Linked DNA regions of Zea mays: region 1 is linked to region 2. The links are chromatin contacts, called in public Hi-C maps. All regions are on one chromosome and are shown on one strand. The core of a region is the stretch at or near the end of the contact, and the rest is flanking DNA. Distances in the headings are between cores, read along the strand shown. Region 1 holds the start of LOC100277099. Region 2 holds the start of LOC100281388.

The links. A called contact is a pair of places that touch in the nucleus more often than the background predicts.
Region 1: a Hi-C map of ear shows a contact between it and region 2, with 2.8 times the contacts expected there. The contact joins the promoter of LOC100277099 here to the promoter of LOC100281388 in region 2. A contact is called at or near these places in 2 of 25 Hi-C or Micro-C datasets (ear and tassel).

What each region holds. Positions count from the first base shown.
Region 1 is chr5:222,912,507-222,918,678 of Zm-B73-REFERENCE-NAM-5.0, reverse strand. It overlaps LOC100277099, which reads left to right and starts at 3,669. Exons shown (of 4, transcript NM_001150760.1): 1 at 3,669-3,889; 2 at 4,609-4,720; 3 at 4,807-4,857; 4 at 5,034-5,487. The coding sequence starts at 3,750. The coding sequence ends at 5,099. It overlaps LOC100502250, which reads left to right. Exons shown (of 17, transcript NM_001363238.1): 12 at 196-261; 13 at 412-505; 14 at 645-757; 15 at 942-1,012; 16 at 2,159-2,363; 17 at 2,474-3,330. The coding sequence ends at 2,959. It overlaps LOC100284272, which reads right to left. Exons shown (of 6, transcript NR_182047.1): 6 at 5,693-6,172.
Region 2 is chr5:222,688,740-222,694,923 of Zm-B73-REFERENCE-NAM-5.0, reverse strand. LOC100281388 reads right to left here and starts at 3,911. Exons shown (of 8, transcript NM_001154306.2): 1 at 3,301-3,911; 2 at 3,008-3,180; 3 at 1,860-2,021; 4 at 1,637-1,778. The coding sequence starts at 3,678.

The sequences.
Region 1 (6,172 bases), core at 2,420-4,919, 220 kb before region 2:
TATTAATGCATTCGTGGGTTGAAGGCTTGAAGCAGCCTCTCCGCATTTGCGAGGGGAAGGCTTGCCTCGGTTTATCCCTTCCCTAGACCCCATTTACGTGGGAGCCTCCATTACTGGGTCTGCCCTTATGCAAATATTAATGCATATGCTAGTCATTTTCTCAATGAGTGTATTTTTGTGTCTTCCATGTATTAGGATTTAGAGGATGCATTAGGCGAGGTAACCTTTGAAGATGGCATTCCAGAAATCAAGTTTAGTAAGGCGGGTACTTCACTCTATTATAGGTTCAATTCAGTGCAGTGGTGGCTTGATATCTTCGTACCTATATTTTATTTCAAAAGAAGCACCGTACCTAATGCAGTTCTTTTCACATTGCTTTTGCCCTTGTTTATTGCTGCATATACCTTTTAGGTGCTTGGAAAAATTTGGTCTGTGGCATTTAAATATCACTTCCGTATGCCACCTTACTACACACTTGTTCTCCGGTCACTTGCCTCTTTGGAAGGTTAGCTTGTTCAGTTGAAGTTGAGATACCAAACTAATTCAATACATATGCATAGAGGCTTATTTCTTTTCAAAGATGCATATCTTGATGCCAACTATTTTTGAGGGATATATTATTTTGTTTCCTTTCTTACTGATAGGACTAGCCGTGGCAGCAGATGGGACTTTCAAAACATTTCAAGCAGCATACCCATATGTTGTTCGGAAGCTTCTGTCCGAAAATTCACTTGAAACAAGAAGACTCTTGAATCAGGTAACATTCATTTATCTCATTTAGTATGTCTGCAGAACTATTGGTGTAGTACTAGGGCCAGTATCGGGGCCTTGTTGGCTTCAACATCAAAGGTTGGGCCATATAACCATGTTATGCTGTATTGCTGTTCTCCTTGCAAAATGCATTTATGTGATAACTAACACCAATCAGTTTTCTTACACAGGCAATTTTTAACAAAAGGAAAGAGTTCCAATGGCAGAAGATTGACGCGTTTCTAAAATTGGCTTCAGCAAGGTTTGTGTCATGGCTCTTATCTTTATTTTATAAATTGGTTTGGTTTGTTAAAAATATGTTGGTTCTTTCAATTGCCTCTTAAATTATTAGTTAGTGATAGTGATATCTTCTGGTTAGTAAAGTATTTCCTCGGTCAAAAATACTTACCACATTTGGCTTTGCACTGCCTTTGATGTATATTTTTTACCACCAATTTCTTCTAGAATATATTCTTAATAGTCTACCCATTTTCAAACTAAATAGTTTAAAAGGTAGGGGAGCATAAACTCTTGTTTTTTTTAGGTAAGGAAAATAGGTAGAACAAAATGCTTGGAAGATGTTATATGCTTAGTTTTGTTGAATTGAAGGATGATATGCATGTGCCAACTGCTAACCGTACTTGGCAAGCAAACAGACAGTTCTTTGTAATACTTACATGCCCACTCATGGGAGGAGGACCCAGTATGGCGATGTATGGCGCTTGCCATACCTTGATTCTTCCATGAGCAATCCTAGAAAATCGCTGACCGGCTGCTCTCCTCCGATGTCCGCCATAGCATGCGGAATGAAGCAAGTATCTGGAGCTGGGCCAGCATGGGCTTCTATACGCTAAGTACTTAATGGGCTTCCAAAGGCTGAATCATGTAAGCTAGATGAGGAGTCGAGCCGAACTATGCTGCGCGCGGAGATTTGCCGACGTGCAGCCAGGGGCCAGAGCCCAAGGGGCAAGGGCAAGCACGAGCAGAAGTCATCCATCATGCTAGCAGAGCTGCAGCTGTTAGCACCAGCACCTAAATGCTCTAGGATAGCAAGTAACACATGCAATTGACTCGAGTAGCAAATAGCCACATGGTGTGAAGTTCCAGTTCATTTTTGTAGTTGCTACTTATATTTCACTAGTTGGTAAATTCAGGAGGCTCGGTGATTTAGTGAAAGTTATTGAGTAATGATGGATCCAAACGGAAAGAGCAATGTCAATACACAAATGAGAGACATGTATTGCAATTTGCAATGCTCTATCCACTATTTTACTTCATTGCCGCATTTGATTCTACCTGTCTCGATTCTTACTTTGTCATACACAGTTTCAACTTCGCCATACGTTAATTTGGTTCTGTCCTCCGCCACTGTGCCCACTGCCCACTTATGTTATTTTCATGTTTGAAGGACCAACTTCAAGTATAACAGTGAAGTTTTGCCAGAGCCTGACATGAAGTCCATGAATGTGGCTAGCCTTGTGGAGATCAGTGATGCATATTCACTTGACCGTGCTATAGCTACACCAGAGAGAGCATTGCATACTGCAAACCTGTGTGTGAGGCTTTTATTATCTAAGGAGAGCATTGTGATTAGGAGACTTATTATGACAGCGGTATGTATCACATCTTATCTGCACACTTCTTTACTTGTGTTGTAGCAACGGCCCACCTGACCGACATTTGAGATTGACGTAGTTAGCTCACTCCGAATCCTATTGTGCAGAATGCAAAATCTCTTGCCCGTGATCTGATCTCCAGAGATGCTTTGATGTTCCGGGTGCTCCTTAGTAAGGTTATTGCGGATGTTGTCTACCAATGGATGTTGAGTGCCACAGGCTTGAAACGAGTTATGGAGACCAAGATCCAGACGCCCATGACCACAGGAAAGAACGAGGGACATCTGGTGCTGGCTGAAGAACCATCGACCCTGATGGTACTCCAGGCGGCAGTAAAAGACCGAAGGATTCAGCTCATGTTCACCAAGTTTGTGAGGGAGTTGAGAGAGGAGCCCGTCTTGATGATTAGGGTGAGCTGGAACGTGTTCCTCATCTCGGTCTCATCTGCCGCTGTAGGCCTGCACCGTTTCTTGGTGTTCTTCTTGAAGGAGGATGGTGCCAGGTTCTTGGATGACAAGGTCAAGAAAATGAAGATTTGGCTGATGGAGTTCTCGAAGCGGACGGCTAATCTGGAGATTCAAGGAATTCTGTGAATGTTGGTGGCTTTTGGTTGAAGGATTTAATAGCTGCTTCGCACTCTGGTTTTTGGAGTTACTTTCTGCATCGAGTGAATCCAGTTCCTGTTTACGCTGGCTGTCTGAGCTTGCTTGGCTGCTGGTGTTCCCAGAGATTTATAAAAACAGGGTTTTCCTCCGTCATTCCGCCGCAGCTAGTATATAATAGATGGTTCTTGGTTGTTCATGTACTGTGTAGCTGTATATAATAGAAACATTGCAGGATCAGTGAGTAATTCTGTGGCCGAGTAAAGTGCAGTGGTGGAAGGCATGTGTTACCTACTGGATATAAATATGATGATGTGAATGTTCAGTTGAAAAACTTGGGTGACATGAACTGATGAACTATAGCTGATGCCTCCACTTTAGAAATTTAGCTGTTTTAGTTTGTCTAAAATCAAACCTTTCTTTGACAAGTAACTTGCATAAACTCGGGCGAAATCGTTTGGGTAGATCATAGATGTTTGTAAATTTGTCCGATTATTAACATGAACAGTGGTAGCCGGTGTAATCATTTCCCACCACAAAAGGTCAGTGCGAAATGGGCTGTAAGGCTGGATCCGACGACACATTGGACCCTTTATGTCAAGTCATGGGCCCGTCGTACTGGGAACCCACGGCCCACGATGGGGCAATTGCTTCGTGTCCATTGCGTCTCTCTTCTCGACGGAGCTCGAGTCGGGTCTGAGAGGTGGACGGAGTTTCGGATTCGGAGGTGATCTGACCTGTGAGGGGCTGAGGAGGAGGAGGAGGAGGAGGAGGAGGAGGGATGGGGCGGCGGCAGAAGCGGCAGGCTTTGATGGCGGCATTCGCGTTGGCGCTGCTCATGGGCACCGCCGTCTACTTCCGCATCTGGGCCCGCCAGTCCAGCGACCCCTACTTCACCGCTGACGACCGCGAGGAGCTCCGGTTCGCACCCCAATTCCTCTCCGCCTTCGTTCTTTTGCACCCGCCTACGATTTATAATCTCCTGTATCTTATTGAGTTATCAACAGATTTTTTTTTTTTTGGGAAGGAACCAAACCATGCTTGCTCTTACTTCTGATCGCACTATGAATGGATTTAAGTGTTTGTTCTAATGTCTGAATCAGGTTAATCATTTGTCTGAATTATTCACCATGTTAGAATTAGAACCGGTCCAAAGGGATTAACGAATGTAATCTATAGCACTTCATACCAAGTCATACATACTACCTGTTTGTTAACATAGAAAAAAAAAACTCGACCAGCCCGAGACCCCGAGTACGACCTCCCCAGGGCATTGCGATTGAGGTACGAGACCTCAAGCAGGCCCGTTTAAATTCGCTTTTATGGAGAGTCAAACTAGTACCGAGGTGTTAAAGCTCTTGTAACCACTAGGCTACAGCCCCTTTCCCTTTGTTAACAAAAAAAAAAGAAATTGGACAGGCATAGATTAGTTATTCGTCCCTGTAACCAGGCTGATCTCGTTTCTTTGACATATGGCAACCTCTTTATTATATGGACATTTTCATGGCCGTCATTCACGTCTTGTGCTGTGGAAGAGTCAGAGCAACTACGAGAGATTATCCTTTGCTGATTCATTATGTTACCTTAAGCCTTACCTTTGCTTCTCTTATTATATGTTTTTTTGCCACATCAACCATCAGGAGGCAATTTGAACAAGCAAACCTAGAAGCCATGGATGAATCTGCCGAATGGAGGATGCAATATGACAAAGAAGTAGAGAAAAACAGGCAGTTGCATGATGAGCTTTCAAAGGTATTTCTCACTTACCAGATACTTGTACATGGCTATGCCCCTCAGACACTCCATCCACGGCGCTCATTTGAGAATTCTCTTCACAGGTTAAGGCCTCATTAGCTGGCACAGCCCGGCGTCTTGAGTTGTTGCAGAAGGTATTTTTTTTTCTGGGCGATCAAATTTAATACATACCCTCTACTATATCATGCACTTTCTACCCTGGGCCACCTTTAATTTTTTGCCAGCCCTTCCTCTTCGCTCCTTTTCATTTTTTAATTCCCTCTAGTCCTCTACATGTGTATACCCCGCTTAATCATTCTCATTGCTGCAGGATAACGAGTTGCAGAAGAGGCAGACTGAATCGCTGAGGCAGCAATGCAATTGCACTCTCCATTGAAAGTTATGCAAGATTAAGGACATGGAAGGAGTTTTTCAGCTTCTTTGGCGGATTAGCTATTTTTTTCCAACACCAAGGGAGGAAAACCAGATTGAGTTCTAGGAATGAGAACTGGCATATGAAAATGATTGAGAACATATATAGTGTATAGACCATAGTGTTCGTCCTTTATACCAATGGTGAGCTGCACAGTTCATCCAAAGTGATCGGTGGGAACTTCATTGGTGACAATGCAAAGCGCAGAAGTCAAAACGTAAAAGATGGCGCCATATGGTTATAAGCTCCTAATTTCTGAGTGATTTTGCAGTGGCAGTTTGCATGAGTACCTGACTATCTGTAGATATACATTGTACCCGGGGTGCAAAAAGATGGTGACAAGTTTGAAATCTGGGACCGTGCCAATACTTATTGGCAGGAAACTTAATAATCCATATTGTATTATCGATACTTGCAATTCCTTCCATTGGTAGCATGGGCACTTCCTATTGTGTACAAATATTTCATTTACCAGCATATTAACTTATTAAGAAGGTAAGAAAACTTAATAATTCCTGTGCTAACTCATGTTCAGCAATCAGCAACTCGATCGTTATCCGCACGCCATCGATCACAGGGTCATCAGGCTACAATACACGGCATATCCTCCCCGAGTATCTGTAGACTGCATCAGTACACTGGCATCAGGTACTGACGTGCTGTAGTGGCTCTATCTGCCAGATTTATTATATCATAGCTCACAGAAAAATGTCATCAGCACTTTAAGGATCCAATTGACAAGATAATTTCTCGGGGTAAAAGATCCAATCTAGTACTACAAGATATATATAAAAAAGACATGCGACACCAGTACAACATCCGTGCAGGTTGTCACAGTCTCAGGAATTGCATATGTTTTTGAACTGACTCCTCCGAGAGCAAGAGCGCAAACGCCACAGGTGCAGTCATGGGAGCAGCAGTATCTTGCCGATGTGGGTGCTAGCTTCCATCAACCTATGAGCCTCAGCAGCTTCACATAACGGAAACGTCTTGTAAATCACCGGCTTCACTTTGCCAGCAGCGACAGCAGGCCACAC
Region 2 (6,184 bases), core at 2,662-5,161:
ATTGTGTATCATAGACTGCCATAGGTATCTGTGGTTTGTCTTGTCTTCTAATTCTTGTACTCTATATAAACCGTCTATATAAACTGTATAAGAGCTCAATGCTCATTCACCGTCAGGGCCACGCCCTGCATCCGGTCTGCTCAATCCCGAGCATCCGCTCCTGCCCGGACTGCTCGCCTTCAGGTTTGACGCATCTGCTCCCGTACTGTTTCTTCGTCCAATACAACCATGTTGTCAGCGTCATCATCTCGTCCCCACCTACTCCATCTACTCCAACAATCGCATGTTGTGCCAGCACCTTCTATCCCACTGTTATGCGCACCGCAACCATCACCATTGGGGCCCTCTACCTTGTACATCCAGTATTTACAACACCAACACGTTAATTTGCAACACCAGCACCAACACCAACACGCTATGACTAGGGGAGGATATTAGAGTATAATTGTTAATTTAGATATTGTGTATCATAGATTGCCATATATATCCTAGGATTGCCTTATCTCCCAAGTTTTGTACTCTGGGGGTGTTTGGTAGGGTTTCCAGGGTCCTATCTAGGCTAAGGTAGTGCAACTAGTATTGTTTGCTGAGTACATATCCAGTGCACATGAAAGCTTTATGAAATCATCACTATCCATCTTAAATCTGACGTCTCTGGTTGATCATTGTAATTTACAATTAACATCTTCCACCACTACAACCCATCACGTCGGAGGGTGTTCTTTGCAAATATATCAAACAACTACAGACGTTAGATCTAAGATGGGTGGTGAAGATTTAATATATACGTTCTCTTGTTTGGTAACCTACACACGTATTTAGGCCTAGCCTCAGCAGTGCAAAGTGGATTTCGTAGCTGGTTCCAGCTAAATGGATATTCACTTCATTTTCATTCAGCCTGGTTCCCGGTGGCGGACGGCGCAAGAGAGACCAGCCACGTGTTCACATGCACACACTTTGACGATGCATTTTAGCTTCTTTTTTCGCTATATCTTCTAAATAAAAGATTTAAACACCAAACCAATTTCATATCTGTTTCCTGACATTTTTTTGAACAAAACTAGGCCACTCATGCTATATATATTTCAAACAAAAAATAATGAACTTAAGATTAAGACTATTAACATATAATTAGTGTCTATTAAATAATTTTGACATATAATTAGTGTCTATTGATACATTTTTTATTTATTCAATATTTTTTGAGCTCATGCAGGAAGATTTTATGCAAAGCAACCAAACAACATTTCTAATGAGTCAGCCAGGTTGGCTAGGAAAGTGAACCAAACAAGCGCATGTGCACCTCCTCGGCTTGGCTCCATGCAGCCTAGTTCCCATATGTGAGCTAGGGTGGCTAGGGATGTGAACTAAAGATGCCCTATATAAACCCTCTAAGGGCTCAATGCAATACATCTGTCCAATTACACCAATTCTATCCTCCTTCAAAATCAATGCACAAACAAATATTTTGTTTTCTTGAAACTTGAGCAATAATGCTTTTGGGTATGCAGGATTCGTTGAACACAACAGGACAAAACATTGTAAAATGAATATATCGGTCTTTTGGAAGGCCATGTATGGTTCATACTAAAATTAGCAGGAATAGAAATATTAAAAATCAGGGTGAACTAAATACCTTAACAAGAACTGCACGGCAGAAAGATGGTCGAATCGGAAGACCGAACACGCGGATTTGAGATGGTTGTAGATCATCCAGTGCTGCCCGCTTGGCAACTTCTTCTGAAGGGCAGTAACATCTATTCACATCAGCATGAAACCTGCGTTTTTTTCTTCTAATTGTCAGATCAAGTGAACAAATTGCTTTACTATATGTTTTCCTTATCATTAGCTGAATATACCATGTAGGGTGGCATGTGTTGAGGTCTGTGATCACAGTTACAAAGACTACCCTGTTCTGTAGGCCTTGCCATTTGAGAACCCACAGAGGAATGTGTTGCATGAGGGGATGGACACTAATTATGATGTCTGGCTTGTACTTCTTCAGTCCAGCCTCCACCTTCCTTCATCCATAAACAAAGCATTCAGAAAAAGATAACATAAGCAACAGATCATGCAGCAGATAAGATGTGGAACATGATCATGGTATATAAAAAACAACGAAACAATTATATAAAAGCAAATACTGACAATTCTGAAAGGACACATGTTAAGATAAATGCTGCACAAGGAATGGCAGCACCACAATGAACTACAGATTTACAGCCACCCCAACCCCGTGATCATGGTATATAAAAAACAACGAAACAATTATATGAAAGCAAATTCTGACCATTCTGAAAGGACACATGTTAAGATAAATGCTGCACAAGGAATGGCAGCACCGCAATGAACTACAGATTTACAGTCACCCCAACCCCCAAGTCCCCAAGTATGCAAATGTTAGCCAGATCCATCTGGTGCCAGAGTGGCCATCAGTTTTCGTACCCTGAAGCACATGGCACTAATTAGTTTGTTGGGATTCTTCATCATGCCCTTGTCCTACACCCTGGCAGCCCATACCAAGTGGCTAGATAGGACTGTGGTATCTCTCACCTCAGTGACAGTCTATTTGAAATTGAGTTTGAGTTGCAAAATCATACGATGAATGACAGTGATTTCAGCATGGATATTTGAGCATCCATAGACAAGGTCCAACCTCACAATTCGTTGAGTGCACTCAAGAGAATGGGCTGAGGGCTATAAAAATTATTGGCACAGAGTCACGCGTTGAGATCCGACATTATAATAAAAAGCGTACACGATGATGACAAAATTGCTGGGTCCATTAGACAAATTAGGCGATTAGGTGAGCAATGTGCAGTATGCCACCAACAACAGCAACGTGGATACTCCACAGACGACAAATGATCGTGTTGTTTATAATCCCGATGCAGAGAGGATGGAACAGAACAAGGGAGACGTTCCAAAGGACGAATCGGCGTCCAGTCACCAAATCTGGTTGAGCTGCGGAACACTAGAGAGAAATTATACGTGTGTCCTTCCTTACTTGGCGTAGAATGAGGCGAGAGCGGCGAGGTAGAAGTTATGGACCCATCTAGGCGAGGTGCTGTGGAATGCCACCTTCCAGAGCTGCACGTGCTTGACCATGAACTTGTAGGAGCTCTCCATGTTGTTGAGCGGCCAGCCGGCGTGGTCCTTGCACAGATCCTTGACGAAGACCTGGCAGACGAGACGATTGATGGTGATTACGAAATCCGCCGTCGAGGAGAGGCCGTGGTGCAGGAGGACAGCACGAGTGATGAATGAACAGAGAGAGAGAGCGCGCGCGCACCCACCCACCCGGTACTCGTCGCCAAACTCGATGCGGAAGGCGTCCTTGATGGCCTCGGCGGAGGCGCGGTGGCCTCCGCCGGTGTCGCTCATGAGGATGAGGACGTTCTTAGCGCGGTTGGCCCCGAGCTGGACGAGCTCGACGGTGCCCTCCTCCTCCTCCCAGAAGGGCTCGTCGTCGTCGTCGGGCCCGCAGAGCGAGGAGACGGAGGTGGAGGCGGGGCCGTCCCCGCGGGCCCGGCCCGCGGACGAGAGCTCGCCTCCGGCGTAGGTGAGGCTCTTGCGCAGCTTCCCCTTGGCCCGCTGCTGCTGGTGGTACGCCGCCACGGTCTCCAGCACCGTCTCCCGGATCGACCGCCCCCGCGGCGACGCCATGGACGCCGCCATCGCGGAGGACGAGGGGAGGGGAGGGGAAGGGGGGTGAAAGCGCCGGATGTTCTGGGGTTGGGGGGAGCGGAGGGGGAGGGGGGAGGCCGGGACCGGGACCGGGAGGGAGGCGAGTGGGCAGGAGAGAGAAGGGGGGGCGTTTAAAATTGGGGATCGGAGAGAACGGCGGAGGAGGCGGGGCCTCGAGCTGAGCTGGCACGTCCGGGGACGGGGAAGGAAGACAACTGGAATTGGGAGGCGGGTGGTGCTCGGATGCTCGCCTGCGCTGTTGTTTGTTGCTTGACTTGCTTGTTTTTCCCGGGGATAAAAGCATTTGCTCGTTTGTTCTATGTTGTGCCCGTGATTGGAGGAAACTCAAAGGGTCTCGTTGAAAGAAAGTTGATGCTGACAATCAGTCAAGAACAAGAGCCAGGAGGAGTACGTGCTTGGAAAACGTTACTGTCAGGCACGCTGTCTGTACATATAGAACCAGTTTAGCACAGAATCGGCGTTTCGGAAAATACCAGCTCTAGGGTAATCGGGTGTATAGATGTCCAAACGGGCCACCCGGCACGGACCCGGTCCGAACCCGTTTCGGTCCGGTACGAATAGTGCCGGGTCAGGCACGGCCCGTTGAAGCTTCGGGCCGGGTCGTGCTGGCCCACGTGCCTAGGGACATGTCCAAACCCGGCACGCATAGGTATAAATCGTGCCGGGCCGGCCCGTTCGCCCGGTGGGCCTGAACGTACCGGGCCGACCACTGGCCCGAACCAATACATAATAACAGAATTAAATACATGTACATATCAGATTTACACTGGCCCGAACTAATACATAATAACAGAACTAAATACATGTACATATCAGATTTACACAGAATTAATACCAGATTTACACAGAATTAACCACAGGATTCACACACATTGATTCACACAGAATTACACGAACACAGATATGAAATGACTATTTGGAGCTGTTAGTGCAATGGCCGCCTCATTAAAAACCTTCTTAGGTAAAAACTCACACCTCGTGAGAAAACCCTAAGAAGGAAAAAAGAGTGCGGCCCAGCTCCTAAGTTTATAAATCATTACAGTCCATTACAGTGTACAGTCCATTACAACTCATAAGACATTAAGACTAGTAGGTTGCAAGACTAAGCATTTCAATCATCCCTAGCTGATTGTGTTGCTGGATCATCAAGCCACAGGTTGTCGTGCTCATCTTCAAGTTCTTTTGTGTCTTCCTCCACACTGTGTTGCAGGTGACCATCAGCAAGTTCCCAATCTTTGACGCAGGATGATATCTCTACCATATCAGGAGCTAGACGACGTCGACGCTCTTCAATTACCCTGCCAGCAAGACTAAATGTAGACTCTGAGGAAATAGTAGAAGCTGGCACTGTCAAGACATCTTTAGCTAGTAGTGAAAGAATAGGATAAGTTAACTTATGCTGATGCCACCAAGAAAGGACATTGAAGTCCTCATCAAACTCAGTGATAGTATCACTGTCTAAGTAAGAAGCTAACTCAGAGGTAGATGCAACAGTAGAGATAGCTTGAGGGGTTGAAGAAGAAGAACCTGATCTCCTTCCCAGAGGAGTAGAGAACTCACCATCAAGGTCATCATCACCATAAATGTCATCCCATGCCATTTTTTTCTTACCAGATAAGTGGGATGATGGTTGGTGGGCGCCACGCATGCGTGTGTCACCAAATTTGGTCTCATACAACTGAAATACTTTGGTTAGCTTAGTACGAACATCAAATGGAAGCCTAGAGTAATCAGTACCAGTTAAACTAGATAACTTGATAAGGACTTTGTTAAAACCCCTCATTTTAGCTCTAGGATCCAAAATAAAAGCAACTGCATATAAAATTGGAATGTCTCTCCAGTACTTCAAGAATTTATCTTTCATAGGAACAACAGCACATCTTAGCAATATATCATTCTCAAATGCATTTAGATGTCTAGCTATCCTCAGAATGTGATGCAACATTAAAGTAGCAGTTGGATAGTAGACACCAGACAATGCAACTGTTGATTCATAAAATAATTCTAAGAAAGATAACACTTTTTCAGCAATTGCCCAATGGTTATCAGTGAGTAAAGGAGTCCCATCTTCATTCAAAGGATACTGGGTTTTGATAAAAACAGAGAAGGTGGACTTGTGTGGTAACAAGTGTTTAATCATTAAATAGGTAGAGTTCCATCTAACATCCATGTCAACACCAAATTTACGAGGGCGAATAGCCATACTCATACAATAGCTTTTGTATGCAGCTATACGTTGATTAGATGCATTTAAAAATGTTATAGTAGTTCTAAAGTCATCAAGATATGTTCTGATAGGATCCAAACCAGCTTTAACAATTAGATTAATAACATGACATGAACAACGTTGATGCAAGAACATAGTAGACAAATCATCATCAGATGCATCAATACCAAGGCTACTATCAGGAACAGGTACACCAAGGTAACCACACAAGAAAGGTCTTAGAAATTTCATGGCAACATTATTTGAGGA